Regions from separate parts of the Mus musculus genome. Here regions 2, 3, 4 and 5 are each linked to region 1. The links are chromatin contacts, called in public ChIA-PET and promoter capture Hi-C maps. All regions are on one chromosome and are shown on one strand. The core of a region is the stretch at or near the end of the contact, and the rest is flanking DNA. Distances in the headings are between cores, read along the strand shown. Region 1 holds the start of Skp1 (S-phase kinase-associated protein 1). Region 2 overlaps Sec24a (Sec24 related gene family, member A (S. cerevisiae)). Region 3 holds the start of Col23a1 (collagen, type XXIII, alpha 1). Region 4 holds the start of Hnrnpab (heterogeneous nuclear ribonucleoprotein A/B). Region 5 holds the start of Rmnd5b (required for meiotic nuclear division 5 homolog B).

What was found. Promoter capture Hi-C pulls out the DNA fragments that hold promoters and counts their contacts. ChIA-PET counts read pairs in DNA pulled down with a chosen protein or histone mark.
Region 2: a contact with region 1 is called in a promoter capture Hi-C map of embryonic stem cells, with 2.4 times the contacts expected there. The contact joins the enhancer-like site here to the promoter of Skp1 in region 1. A contact is called at or near these places in 17 of 39 promoter capture datasets (the 3T3-L1 cell line, 3T3-L1-derived adipocytes, the C10 cell line and 12 more), 6 of 115 datasets of contacts at active chromatin or transcription factors (the 230-238 cell line, the NIH/3T3 cell line, astrocytes and 3 more) and 2 of 9 other capture datasets (adipose tissue and liver).
Region 3: a contact with region 1 is called in a promoter capture Hi-C map of pre-B cells, with 5 times the contacts expected there. The contact joins the promoter of Col23a1 here to the promoter of Skp1 in region 1. A contact is called at or near these places in 3 of 39 promoter capture datasets (cranial neural crest, hematopoietic stem and progenitor cells and pre-B cells) and 1 of 9 other capture datasets (adipose tissue).
Region 4: a contact with region 1 is called in an RNA polymerase II ChIA-PET map of memory CD8 T cells, with 637 read pairs. The contact joins the promoter of Hnrnpab here to the promoter of Skp1 in region 1. A contact is called at or near these places in 16 of 39 promoter capture datasets (the 3T3-L1 cell line, 3T3-L1-derived adipocytes, the C10 cell line and 11 more), 2 of 484 Hi-C or Micro-C datasets (neutrophils and pro-B cells), 10 of 115 datasets of contacts at active chromatin or transcription factors (the NIH/3T3 cell line, the SCID.adh cell line, bone marrow-derived macrophages and 7 more) and 3 of 9 other capture datasets (adipose tissue, liver and macrophages).
Region 5: a contact with region 1 is called in a promoter capture Hi-C map of pre-B cells. The contact joins the promoter of Rmnd5b here to the promoter of Skp1 in region 1. A contact is called at or near these places in 9 of 39 promoter capture datasets (3T3-L1-derived adipocytes, the C10 cell line, the HPC-7 cell line and 5 more), 3 of 115 datasets of contacts at active chromatin or transcription factors (double positive thymocytes, effector CD8 T cells and pro-B cells) and 2 of 9 other capture datasets (adipose tissue and liver).

Annotation. Positions count from the first base shown.
Region 1 is chr11:52,230,654-52,233,353 of GRCm38.p6, forward strand. Skp1 (S-phase kinase-associated protein 1) reads left to right here and starts at 1,342. Exons shown (of 6, transcript NM_011543.4): 1 at 1,342-1,465.
Region 2 is chr11:51,702,413-51,705,112 of GRCm38.p6, forward strand. Sec24a (Sec24 related gene family, member A (S. cerevisiae)) reads right to left here. Exons shown (of 23, transcript NM_175255.3): 19 at 1,864-2,001. Among named protein-coding and RNA genes, the nearest start is that of 0610009B22Rik, 15 kb to the left of the region's middle. Within about 2 kb of position 1,414, at least 31 of the 459 cell types and tissues checked have an H3K27ac peak or open chromatin away from gene starts, as enhancers often do. A contact at or near this core is called in embryonic stem cells, where this site is marked.
Region 3 is chr11:51,288,643-51,291,342 of GRCm38.p6, forward strand. Col23a1 (collagen, type XXIII, alpha 1) reads left to right here and starts at 1,278. Exons shown (of 29, transcript NM_153393.2): 1 at 1,278-1,745. The coding sequence starts at 1,485.
Region 4 is chr11:51,605,441-51,608,140 of GRCm38.p6, forward strand. It overlaps Hnrnpab (heterogeneous nuclear ribonucleoprotein A/B), which reads right to left and starts at 1,441. Exons shown (of 8, transcript NM_001048061.1): 1 at 1,227-1,441; 2 at 900-1,146; 3 at 21-189. The coding sequence starts at 1,123.
Region 5 is chr11:51,634,510-51,637,209 of GRCm38.p6, forward strand. Rmnd5b (required for meiotic nuclear division 5 homolog B) reads right to left here and starts at 1,387. Exons shown (of 10, transcript NM_025346.1): 1 at 1,081-1,387.

The DNA.
Region 1 (2,700 bases), core at 92-2,591:
CTGTGTGGAAAAGTCTTTTGTCTTCGTGGTGCCAGGAATACCAATCATGTGCTCACTGGTTAGGTGAGCCTGGCGCCTTGGTGGGGCTAGTGATGCTCCCTAGACACAGCAGGGCAGGGCAGGGCAGGGCAGGCAATTGCCCTCTTCCTGGCTGGGCTGAGGCCAGATGGGTGCTTTCAGGCCTCTCCCTTTACTTCAAAGCTGTTTCATTCTAGCGACCTTATCACAGCCTTCTTTGAGCCGCCTGTACAGCATAGCCTGTTCAGGTTGAGCCTGACTGTCCCCGTTCATTGCTGGATGGATCCCCAGCACTGGCCTCACAGATTGGCCTAGAGCATGGTTACCCAAAGAATGTAACCTCCATGCTACATTCACATTGACTCTCTCCAGGCTTGGCGCTTCACTCCAACAATGGCTATTTGGGGGCCTGGAAGCCTCTTCAAAGTTCAAAGGTAGGAAATAAAGGTGAAGATTAGCCAACAGGGTGGTCCTAGCCTCGAATCTCCAAGCTGGCTATTGGGAGGCAGACAGATCTGAGTTTAAATAGCGAGCTCCAAGCCTTATATAGTAAGACCCTGTCTCAAAACAAAACAACAAGAGTTTCAGGCAAGTATATATGTGGTGAAAATGCCTGTGACCCCAGCGCAGGTGGAAGGAGATCATGAATTTTAGACCAACCTGGTCAACATACTGAATTTACAGCTACTCTGTGCCAAACAGGGTCCCGTCTTAAAATGCAAAGAAAATAAAACTTTAAAAATCAAATAAGCAGGTGTACCATGTCAGGAGTATTTAAGAATTCTAAGCCGCCTAGGTTAAAGAAACACCTTTGTCTCAACATGGCATACATGTATATATATATATATATTTAATTCAGTATCAGTAGAGAAGGTTCAACTCCTGAACCCCTGGTCAGCAAACTCAATTCTATTTCCTTAGGTTATTAGGAGAGTAACGGTGGTCAGGCTGAGGCGACTCCTTTAAGGAAAACACACACCCACAACCGGTTTTGCGGTTTGTTGTTTCCAGGCTTTTCCAGGACTGGGGTCTTTCAAGCCGTTTAAGACAGCCCATGCCTGAAAGACCCTTCGGGTCGAGATGGTTTCCCAGCCGGTGCCGGAGTCCGCTTTGAAGGAGAGCATGGCGCTGTTTAGGCCAGCGGAGTAAGGAGGACGTCCCTCTCTTGCCCAGCCACCCCTCCACCCGCCGCCGCTCAGCACCTCTCCAGGAGACCTCTGCGGCGCTCAGGGTCTGCCGCCTGTGTTTCGACTGCCGTCAGGCGATCTCAACGGCCAGCCCGGCCGGCTGTGTGACGTCACGGGCTCGGGGTCCTCGGCGCCTGCGTCCCGCTGCTATAAAAGGCGACGCCGCGCGGCGCCGCTCGAGTGGCCTTGTTCTCGATACTTCGTTGTGGTTGTGAACTCTGTCCGGCAGCCTCGGGCCTGCGGTCTTGAGACGGAGCACCGTGAGTAGCAACCCGCGAGCCGGACACGTTCCTCGAGGGAGGGGCTGGGTGGGAGCCTCGCGTTGGCTGTGGAGTGCACGAGGCGGCGAGGCGACCTGGCCTCGTATCCTGAGGCGCCGTGCGGCCCGTTGCAGACCCCCGGACCGCGGGAGGCACGAGGAGGCCGAGTCAGGCCTTCAAGGGTCTCCCATCCTTTCGGCGCTCGCTCAGGGAAGAGAGTCGAGCCCTGTGGCAGGCCTGCCGCTTTGCAGGCGACGTCAGTCGGCCCCAAACGCGACTGGAAGGCCCAGGCTTCGTACCGGGCCTGCCTTAGCGACAGGCTTGCTGCTCCGCGCTCCAGGCCGGGTGGGCAGCGAGGCTTTGAGTAGGGGTCCTGGGCCGTTCCAGGTGGTGGCTGTCGTTGCCATTTGATTCTTGGCTCCCTCCCTTTTCTCCTGTATCTGGCGTCAATTAGCTCCTTATTGGTCTCACCTTTTTAACCACCGAATATGCAGGTAACAGACTCCCAATGTTTCTTTGCGTTTTGTCACGTTCTGCAGTCTCTGAACTTGTTACTGTAATAGACACTGTCGTCTGAGGTGTGTGGCATTTGACGCTAAAACCTGAGGTGTTTGGGTTTTTTAAGGGATAGTGCTAAAACCTGCCTTCTGGTTCACTTTTTCACGGAGTCCTCAGGTTTGGAGACTCAGTTTTTCAGCAGAATGTTACAGTAGACTGTATTGTGGCATAGAACAATGCAGTCTCTTCCGTCCTGCAGTGTAGTAACAAGTGTCAGAATTTCGAGTCACTTAAAACAGGTTTGTTTTTAAAGTCTGGTATACTAGAATTCTCATGCTAGACTTGGATGATTAATTTCCAAGTCTAGGAGCTTAGAGAACTGAAGAAGGGTTTTTTGAAAGCATATCAAATCGAAACCTCATACATTATTACTTAAAAATTTTGCACTTAATTCCAACACAACAACAAAAGTGAAGTCTAGGATTACAGAGTGCGTTGAATTACAGATTAACCGATTGCCTCCCTGTCATTTAATAAGATCCTGGCTCCCTTGCAAGTAACCTAATACCTAAATTTGACTATGACTAAGCACATCTTTATTTATTGTGAATTATTTCAAGGAAATACGGGGTGGTCTTTTAAAATAATTTTATCAACTACATAGACTTGTTCTGGAATGCTCATTGTAGTACTAGAGATCATAAAAAGAACACAGTGTCTTGCTATTAAAAACTGGC
Region 2 (2,700 bases), core at 164-2,663, 530 kb before region 1:
CACCAGAAGAGGGCGTCAGATCTCGTTACGGATGGTTGTGAGCCACCATGTGGTTGCTGGGATTTGAACTCTGGACCTTTGGAAGAGCAGTCGGGTACTCTTACCCACTGAGCCATCTCACCAGCCCCTTGACTTTGGTTTTTAAAAATTAAATTGAAAAATATAATATATAGTGAACAGATAAGTGACATTAGTGAAATACAACTAATAATAGATTAATCAAGTCTCTCTCCTTTTTTCTTTCCTCCTCCTCTTCTTCCTCCTCTTCTTCCTCCTCTTCTTCCTCCTTTTCTTCTTCCTCTTCCTCTTCTTAGAGTTTTTGAATTTTGTTTCTGAGGCAGGGACTGATTTCAAACTCATGAGCTCAAGTGATCCTCTTGTTTTAGCCAAAGTTGTTTGAACTATAGGAATAAGCCATTTAGGTATAGCCCAGGAAACTATAAAGTTAAACATTAGGAACAACTGGTAAGAGCCTTCTGTGCTGGCTATCTTATGTCCACTTGGCACAAGCTAGAGTCACCTGAGAAGAGAAAACTTTAACTGAGAAAATGCTCCCACCAGATTGGCATTTCCCTCAATTAGTGAGTAATGTGAGAAGAGCCCGTTGTGGGCAGTGCCCGGGGGTAGAATTTTTCCTGTCCAATTACATTAGAATATTAGTGCAGCAGGAAGCTTGTGATTGGACAGGGAAAAGGGAGGCAGAACAAAGAGTTGCAGGGACAGAGAGCAGATGAACAGGAAGATCCTGATCCCACGGGGGTGGGATTGGTTTTAAGTAGCCACAGGTAGTTATAAACATCATATAGGGATAGAATAATTGGGATAACTTGTCTGATCTAGGTGGGCAGCTTGTATCATTATCATTTGGCCCTGAAATTATTGTGTAGGCATCTTGTGAATTGAGAATTTATTGATATAAATAATAAATAAATCTTTTAAAAAAGGTCAGATATATGTAAGTACACTGTAGCTGTCTTCAGACACTTTTTCTTCTCTCTCCAGTCTTGCTTGCTCTGGCCCAGATTTCTTTCTTTATTATGTAAAGTACGCTGGCTGTAGCTGTCTTCAGACACCCCAGAAGAGGGCATCAGATTTCATCACAGATGATTGTGAGTCATCATGTGGTTGCTGGGACTTGAACTGGGGAGCTTTGGAAGCGCAGTCAGTGCTCTTAACTGCTGAGCCATCTCTCCAGCCCTCTAAATCTGACTTGTTAATTATAAGCTTCTAGAGTTTTGTTTCTACTGGGTTGCTGGGTGTTGAGGTGCTGACTGCTGGGTGGATGGTCGTTGCGGTGCGTTGCGTGTGGCTGGCATGGCAGCCAAGAGAAGGGAACACAGGAGCTCTGGTCCTGCTGGAGAGTGGGCGGATGAAGTGCAGGAGCTTGGTGGTTCTTTTTAAATATTTCCCGCAACAGCGCCCCCTATGGTCTGGTGGTCTTGGCTGTGTAAGAAGCCTGACTGAGTAAGCCATAGAGAAACCTGTACACAGCACCCTCCATGGCTTTTCCATCAGCTGCTGCCCTGCGTTCCTGCCCTAACTTCTTTGATGATGAACTCTATGCTAAAAGAAGCCCTTTCTTCCAAGTTGACTTTGGTCATGGTGTTTTCTCACAGCAATAGACACTCTGAGACACCTTGTATACTATATCTGTATCTTTAAATCTCAAATTAGAAAAAAAGAGAGTATGTCTTAGAAAACTTAAAGTTAATATTTTCAGGAATGTCCCTAACTATCAAAGTTTCTGTACATTTACCTAGGAAAAAACAAACAAGGATTTAGGTAACAAACTCATTTCTGTACAGAATATAATCAGGCTTCACGTTTTTCGGAAGAAGCCACAGAACAGGGAGTTGGTCTTACCTCATCTGAGAGGTTGTCAACTCTGTACAAACTGGGATGTGTTGTGAGCATGAGGTGAACCAATGGCTGGCTTTTCACTTGACACATGGCAAAAATTCGTTCATCTAGACGTATACTTGTCCCAGTCTGGAAAGATTTCTGCAATAAAACAACACCCCGCCTCCCAACATTAGAAAAAGAGTTTTGTAAATGTCAATTGCTAAAAGATTATCATTAGACAGAATTAGCAAATTTATCATAAATTATTTTATCTTTGAAGAAGTCATTACCCTGTAGCCTCATCTGGAAGTCTCAACTAGTCAATACCTGACCATTGCTAAGTCACCCGATCTCCTGGTGTCTGTTTCCTCACTGCTAGGCTAGGCCTAACTGCAGTGACTGTGATGGAGCTGAGAAGCCTGGGAAGGATGGTACCCTGGCGACAAGATAAAGGTACACATGGCATAGCAAGAAGACCCCAGCAAGTGTGCCACGTCTGCTGGATGGTAATTGTTTCTTCCACAACGAGAGACATTAAAACTCAATACAGCAGATCCCACGGCCTCTGAAGCAGGGTGGTACCACACATGAGGACAGTGGCAGAGCAGAGCTGAGGCTGGGACAGTTTTAGTGCTGTAGTAGCTGCACTCAGGCTGGCGGAGCTGTGAGGTGAGGGCTAGTGTCTCAGTTGGTGGAGAGGAATACAAGAGGCAGAGAACAATGAATATTCACAGACTGAATGTGACTAGAACGCCTTCTCCAGGCAGGTTCAGGTAAACTGAGGCATCTGCAGGAAGCAAGAGTGTTTAATAACAGCAGAGCCTCAGTCTGTCACATGTCACTCACTGATGGCTCTAT
Region 3 (2,700 bases), core at 28-2,527, 940 kb before region 1:
AGGTAATGGGTAGTGAGAATGGGTGCTAACTTGTAATACGGTGTTGGCGTCTTTTCAGAGACTTCAGTAGACTGTCAGGTTTGCTTGGCAAGAGGTTTTCAGAATATTTGTTGGGCACAGGCACAGTTTTCACACAGGGCCAAGACTTTATAACCACTACCAGAAACTCCACTTTACCTGAGGCCACAGCCTCCAACCCCAGGAAGTTTTAGTTCAGAGGGTCTTGCCAGCTGGGTGATTTCCCTTTTAATTAGGGGAGTAGGAGTGTTGCTGGGTCTCAACAGGCTTTAAGAATACAGAATGGATAATGCAGCCACAGAAATTAAGAAGACAGCCACAGGAGAGTCAGAAGGGAAGGTGGAAAATTATCTAAAACCCACTCCATCACGTGTGCCCCTTACCAGGCTCCAAACTCAGGACTGACTCTTCTCGAAAGGGTGTCCCAGGAGTTAATGTGACAGTTACTTGAGACCAGTTTTGAGGTATAAATATGCCTTGTGGGGGCCCTGGCAGCTAAAACCTGGATTCCAACTTCAGCCTCTCTGGCCATCCCTGTAAGTGGATGGCTTTCTCTTTGGGCCCGATTGGTGTCCTAATGTAACTGTGGTTAAGACAAGTCAGTATGATGCATTCCAGATTTGGGTTTGGGCTAAGTCTGTCCCTGCAGAATTCAAGGTATACCAAGTTTTAGACACTTTTCCCATTTGTTTTTTGTCTGCTTCCTGAACTAACTGCTCCCTCTGGTTCAGGAAAGAAGTATGAGCTTTTTTGTCTAGTGTCCATGCCTGAGTTGCTATGGTGAACATTGACTATAAGAGGTGCCTAGTTTGCCTCCTTCCTTGTCTCTTATTCTCCTTATTTCTCTCTTTCCTTCCACATTCCTCTCACTAGTTTTCCTCTTTCCTTCCTTTGTTTCTCTTTCTCTTTGATTCTCGGTTACCAAGTCTTCCTGCGCACACCCGCAGGGGTCGCTTTTGGCCACCAAGCGGCGCTCAGCTACCGTCTAGAAAGAACCTCTAACTTTCCCACAGAGTTCCAAGTTTTGCTTTGCAAGTGTCAGAAAGGTCAATCTACAAGCTTGGGGAACACTCCCAAGGCTCGAACAGTGAGTGCCTCAACCTCAGGCGGCCTGCGACAGAGCCGAGCCCGGCCGCATAGGGTGCCTCGGGTGGCACCGGCGGGGTACAGAGGCTCGCGCTCCGGGACCCGCTAGGCGAGGGCCCGGACTGCGAGGAGCTGATGAGCGCCAGGCCCCCACCACCACCCCCGCCCTCCCCGTCCGGCCGCTCCTCCCCTGGGTGGGTCCCCGCGCCTTTTCTGGCGGGGTCTATTTGCATAGAAGGAACTGCCCGCAGTGGCCGCTGAGTCTGAGCGGGCGGCTAGGGGGGCGTGCGCGATCCGCGGCCACCCGGACGCGGAGCCCCGCAGCCGCCGACCTGGAGCCGCCCCGGGCCGCAGCGCCGACGCAGAGCCGGCGGGTCGCCATGGGCGCGGGCGAGCGCGCGGCGGGCGGAGGAGGCGCGCAGGACCCCGGAGCGGGCTGCGGGTCGCGGGCGCTGAGCGCGCTGTGCCTGCTGCTGTCGGTGGGCTCTGCGGCCGCCTGTCTCCTGTTGGGAGCCCAGGCGGCCGCCCTGCATGGCCGAGTGGCGGCGCTGGAGCAGGAGCGCGAGCTGTTGCGGCATGCGGGGCCGTCCGGAGCCCTGGCCGCCTGGGCCGAAACGCACCTGGAGCGCCTGTTACGGGAGGTGAGGGCGCGCGATCGCCGGCCGGGGGATGTCCCGCTTCACGAGGGGGTGTAGGGCTGCGGGGGCGGCGTTGATCGTCACCTTCAGGAGCAGGACTCACCTAGTGGATTGCACTGGGGTCGCTGGTGGGGAAGGGTCCTGCTGTCCAGCTTCTGTGCCGGGACTTGCTTCTGCAGGAAAAACAACTTAAAGGGCTGTTTAGGTAACACTAAGGGGCTATGGTAAAGAAAGACCTTGGGGTAACAACAGTCCTGAGTGCGGAGTCTCTACTGAAGTGTGTGCTCAGACCCACAGCCTCTGCCTGCTCTCCAGCGCTGGAGATACTAATGAGGCTCTTGCGTTCCCACGGCTAGTCTGCCTGAAACAGTCCGGACCACCTCAAGGCTCAGGCCAGCCCTTCCTCTGTGTCCGGGAAGGTTAGGTTGGGAGCGGCTCTGGCCTAGATGTGCTGTGTTCCTTAGCTGGCCCACTAAAACTGTGCATCGAAGACTAGGACACAGCTGAGCTAGCTGCCTCTGTGCGCGTTTGGCTGGGTGGTGATCTCTACAGGCCACCCCCAAAGCGTCTTAGGTTTGTTTTCCGAGGGTTAAGACTCCTGTTTTGAGCCTGCCCTGGTGGCATCTGTAATTCCAGAATTTAGGAGGCTGAATTGTGTGAATCTCTCTACAAGTTGGGGGCTGGCTTAAACTATATAGTTGAGATGCAGGTCCAGCCTGGGCTTCAGAACGAAAATAAATAAATAAATAAATAAATAAATAAATAAATAAATAAATGCCAACCATTGGGCATATTGATGAGCGCCTTTAATCCCAGCACTTTGGAGGCAGAGGCATGAGGATCTCTGAGTTTGAGGTCATCCTGTCCAGGACAGCCAGAGGAAGACCCTGTCTCAAGAAATCAAAACAAACAACAAAAACAAAAGAAGATGGCCATTGTATGCCTGGACTTCTGATCT
Region 4 (2,700 bases), core at 191-2,690, 630 kb before region 1:
CTGTCAAATACCCAGCTTACCTTTTCCACACTAGAAGAATCTTTGAAGAGAATAAACCCAAACCCTCTTGATCGTCCAGTGTTGGGATCCATTTTTATTGTACAGTCAACAACCTCTCCAAACTTAGTAAAATAATCCTTTAAGTCTTTTTTGCTGGTATCCCAGCTCAGACCACCAACGAACATTTTTCTGCAAGTGAGAGACAAGACCACAAACCTTAGAAGCTGTAAAAGAATTCTGACACTTTTCCTGGCTGGGGAAGGGCTTATGGAGCCACAGTCCCATGGACCAGTCTGAGATGGTGCCCCCTTTCAAGTTAACCCTTGCGTCGCTCTGCAATCTCGACTCAACTGGAACTCACAGCTGAACGAGACTGTACAGCCACACACGGTACATACGGGACAAGAATGTGACCCATGACCCCTCACGAGTTTAAAATCAGCGTGCCCTGCACTCATGAATCTACTTGAGCTCACGGCCTCCCAAGTACCTGCCCCAAGGAACTCTGGGTTTCCCGGTGCCAAGACCGCCCCAGGGTTCAGGCTGGAACTCCGCCCCTCGACTCGCGGCAGGCTAGGCCCGGCCCGCTGCGCGCCAACTCCGCCTACGCAGCAGAGACGCAGCCCTCGCGGCCCGATTCGCGATCCGCCGCTTTTCCTCTTCCGGGGCCGCCCGCCCCGAGGCCCGAAGTAGCCCAAGCACCGCGCGAGCGGCCCAGATCGGCCTCACAGTCGACCCCGCAAACTCCTGCAAACTCCGAGGCGCGTAACCGCGCCCGGGCCAGGCGGCAAGCGCGCCAGGCAGGCACAGCTCCGCGGGCCGCCCGCCCCTCCCCCCGCCGCGTGGCGCCAACAAAAGACGGCCCCAGAACAAAGGCGGCGGCCCGCGGCCGCACCTACCCCGCGTCCTCCTCGTTCTTGCTGGCGTTGATCTGGTCGCCCTCCGCGCCGTTCTGGTTCCCGCTCGGTGCGGTCGTGGTCCCGCCCCCAGACCCGGCCGAGGCCGCGGGGGCCGCGGCAGCCGCGCTGGGCTCGACCGGGGCCTCGCCTTCGGGGGCGGCCTCGTGTCCGTTCTCGGTGGCGCCCGTCGTCTCCATGGGCTGCTCCTCAGCCGCGTCCGACATGGTCGGCCAGGCCGCAGCGGCTACTGCAACGAGCGGCGACAGCGCGTCAGGCCCCGCGGCGCTCCCCGAGCTCCCGCCCACCGCCCGCGGCCGGGCCGCTCACCTCGCCGCCGATGACGCCGCGAGGCCCTACTCGCCGCAGAAGGCGACGCGCGGGCTTGGCCGCGGTCACGCTCGCACCCCCGAGGGCTCGTCCGCAGCCACTGACTATCGCTCCGCTCGGCCGCCGCCGTACACTGCCGATAAAGAAGACCTTAACTCCGTCCCGCGCGGTGCCACCGCCTGACAATGCCAACTCGTGGAGCTCTTTATAATGCCGAAGCCGGGCACCACCTCGTAACAACGGATACTCTCATTGGGCAAAGCGAACCGCCACTCACCATTGTCCTAGCATCTTATTGGCTGCTTCTGCGCGCGCGCTCTAGATCCGGGCGGGCTTTGTCCTCATTTTAGAACGCGCGCGAGTCGGAGAACTGTCTACGGTTCCGGTCACCGGGCGAGCACGTCCAATGTCCCCAGCTGCCCGGGGTACACGGCAGTCTGTCATCCTATCCCTACATCCTATTCTACACTAGCAACCCCGGCCTCCCAAAAGAGGAGAATGAGCCGGAGGAAGTCCCCTAAATCCAAGGTCGCCCGGAGAAAGGAGCCTAATCTTGGAGTGCTCTAATCTACGGAGTGCTGCGGTCATCGGAGGCCTTCAGCACAGCCTGCTCCTAAACCTCGGCATCCTGAGATGCCAGGGCTCCTGCCCTCTTCAGTGAGCTAGCTGGGGCCATCCATGGAGGCCTGGCGCAGTGAACGTTGGACCGTAGTATTTCCAGTGTCTGCTTGACACCCATAGATACTTAATATCGCATTAGTGTTTAGCTTTGCCTTTAATTTTTATTTCTTTCCTTTGGTTCCGTTTTGTGTTTTTTGAGACCAAGTCTGGTATCCTCCGACTGGCCTTGAACTCTTGACCCTCCATTTTCACCCCCTCAGTGCTGGAATTATGTGCTGCACCACCACTGTGCCTAGCTTAATTTCACTGATTTTTAGATGATCCTAAATGGAAAAATTAAGAGTCTTTTCATGTAGCCCCAGGATATGATTACAGACATGTGTCACCCTGCCTAGTCTGACAACTTGCTTTTGGAAAAATAGCCCTGTTAAATGAGGTTATGGTAAAGAGGGGTAGTTTTCTTTTAAGCATTGACCATAAAACTTTAAAGGCCTGGGTTAGGCCATGATTCCTGTGTATGTGTGCATACGTTTGTGTTGAGTGTAAGTTCTATGCCCTGAGTGTGTAAATCAGACAAGGTATCAATCTTCACTTTCCATTTTGTTCTTTATAATTTTTTTTTCCTTTAAACAAACTAGCTGGCCCACAACTTCATTTTTAGACCTAGGCTGGTCTTGAAGTCACAGAAAACTGCCTGCCTGCCTTCTAAGTGCTGGAATTAAAGGTGTGAGTCATCCAATGGATGGATGGATATAGATAGATAGATAGATAGATAGAGATATATATAGATTTTTTTTTTTGAGACAGGGTTTCTCTGTATAGCCCTGGCTGTCCTGAAACTCACTTTGTAGAC
Region 5 (2,700 bases), core at 137-2,636, 600 kb before region 1:
TGGATAGAAAGAGATATGAAGGAAATGTTAAAACTTCACACTAGAGGGGCTGGAGAGATGGCTCGGTGTTTAAGGAGGACTTGCTGCTCTTGCAAATAGCCCAGATTCTGTTCTCAGCACCCACATGGCAGTCACAACTTCCTGTAAGTCCAGTTCTAGAGACCCTGAAGCCCTCTTCATCCACTGCATCTCGTGGTGCACAGACACACATGAAGGCAAAAGGTCCCCATACACCTAGAAATAAGAAGTTTAAAAAAAATATCTGTTGGGTGTGGTGACTCACACCTTTAATCCCAGAACTAAGGATGCAGAGGCAGGCAGATCTGTCTGACTTCAGACTGGCCTGGTCTACACAGTGAATTCCAAGACAGCCAAGGCTATGTAGAGAAATGCTGTCGTCATCGTCGTTGTCATCATCGTCATCATTATAAAAGAAAATAAATAAATCTGAGGTTGGGTATGGTGGTGCAGGACTTTAACCCACCCCACCCCCCAACACATGGGAGGCAGAAGCAGATGCATCTTTGTGAGTTCAAGGCCAGCCTGGTCTACTTAGAAAGCTCCAGGGCAGCCTAGGCTATAAGAGACCCTGTCTCAAAGACAACAAACAAACAAACAAAAGAAAAACAAAAGTTCTATCCAAACAAACTCCCTGGTGATGCTCACTCCAATGACTCTCCCCATCACTTGCCACACTCTACCACCACCAGCCTTTCTGTTCCAGGGTACATCCAGTTTATTTCTGCCTCTATCCTCTTCTCGGAACACTCTCTCACATCTTCCCATGGCTGGCTCCTTATCTAGGTCTCCACACACGTGTCATCTTTTCAAACCACAGTATCGAATGCCCTGTATTTTACACTCAAACAAATCATATCCCTACAAATACTAGAAAGTTTCACATTGTCACTTCTTCACCTAAAACTGAAAGGACAGGAAAGCCCACCATTTACCCTAGGGGCATGCCACGACCCCGACTTGACCCGCATAGTAGTGCAAAGACTGACAAACTCCTACTTATCCTCCCAGAGACCCTCCTGCAGTGCCCTGCCGGAACCCCGCCACCCACTGGCTGCTTACCTCTGACTCAGTCAGGTGCACTAGGACGGGACGTCGGAGTCCGGGCGACTCCACCAGCCCTTGGAGGGTGTGGCCGACGACTGCTCCAGGCTTTGGTCGGGGCGCCCCGCACCCCGGGACCGGGAGCCGGCAGGCTGTCACCTAGTCTTGCAGCTCAGCCCGCTTCCGGCGCCGCTGTCATCGGAACCGGAAGGCGCGGCGGTTGCCTCTCGGGTGGGTCCGGGCTCGCCCATGCGTGGTGTCGCGGAGCGTGGGGAGACAGTGTGTCTCGCCCGCGGCTTTGCAAGGAATGCCGAATGAATCGTTCGCCGGAGCCAGGCAACAGTTAGCGCCTGCGCAGTGCCGGGACGCCTGGCCTCTGCGATCCGGAGCAAACCTGGGTTTCCGCGCGTCAGAACCACCGACGGGTTGTCACGAGTTTCTACCGGAAGTATTAGCTGGCGCACCTGCCTAATCCGGGCCCCCAACCACAGTAAACTAGGTCTTAAATGTCCAGGCTGGGATAGGGGACACGGAGGCAGGACGAGCGCCGGGAGTTCCAGGCCAGTCTAGACTACAAAGCGACACTCTGGCTCAGAAAATAAACAAAGCTGGGTATTGTGGTACCCGCCTATAATCTTATAATTATAAGAAGATCAGAGATCCAGGGATACAAAGTGAGTTAGGCCAGCCTGAGCTACGACAGAGAGAGGGGGAGGACAGGGGGAGGGTTAAAGTACACGCAGGTCCCTTGGTCCACCCCCAGCACCCGAAAAATGAACATTTTAAGAGACCATTACATGTATGTGGTCCAGTGATTAAGTATTTCCTGCGATGCATTTTGAACTAGCAAATAATGTTAAAGGAAGAGTCTGAGGTAACAGGGAAAGTGCTTGCAAAACAAGTGTGAGGGGCTGAGTTGAGATCCCAGGTACTGTTAGAAAGCTGGCTCGCACCTACTGGCGCGGGCCTGTAATTGCAGGAGTGGGGTTAGCAGAGACTTAAGGATTCTTGTGTTTGCCTGCCAGCTAATGTAGCTAAAAAGCAGAGCTCTAGGATCAAGAGAATAAAGTGGAGAGTGTTGGAGCGAGACTCCCCAAATCCTTCTCTGGCCCTCACACACTTGTACAGGCAAGCACACCCACGTTCACATCACACACACACAATTTTTAAGAGTTCGGTTTTTGTTCTTACGGGCTCACCTAACCCTATGCATCCATAGCCCCCAGCCCAGCTGCTCTCTGTAAATAGCCCCTCTTTAGGGGCAAAATGAAATAGGGGTTGTATACATGCCCTAACTAAAAAGAATGAAGGAGCCGGGTGTAATGGCACACACTTTTAATTCCAGCACTGCGGAGGCAAAGGCAGGCAGATCTGAGTTTGAGACCAGGAAAAAAAAAAAAAAAAAGAAAAGAAAAGAAGAAAGAACCGGGCAGTGGTGGCACATGCCTGTAATCCTAGCACTTGGGAGGCAGAGACAGGCGGATTTTTTAGTTCGAGGCCAGCCTGGTCTACAGAGTGAATTCCAGGACAGCCAGGACTGCACAGAGAAACCCTGTCGAAAGAAAGAAAGAAAGAAAGAAAGAAAGAAAGAAAGAAAGAAAGAAAGAAAGAGAAAGAAAGAGAGAAAGAAAGAGAGAA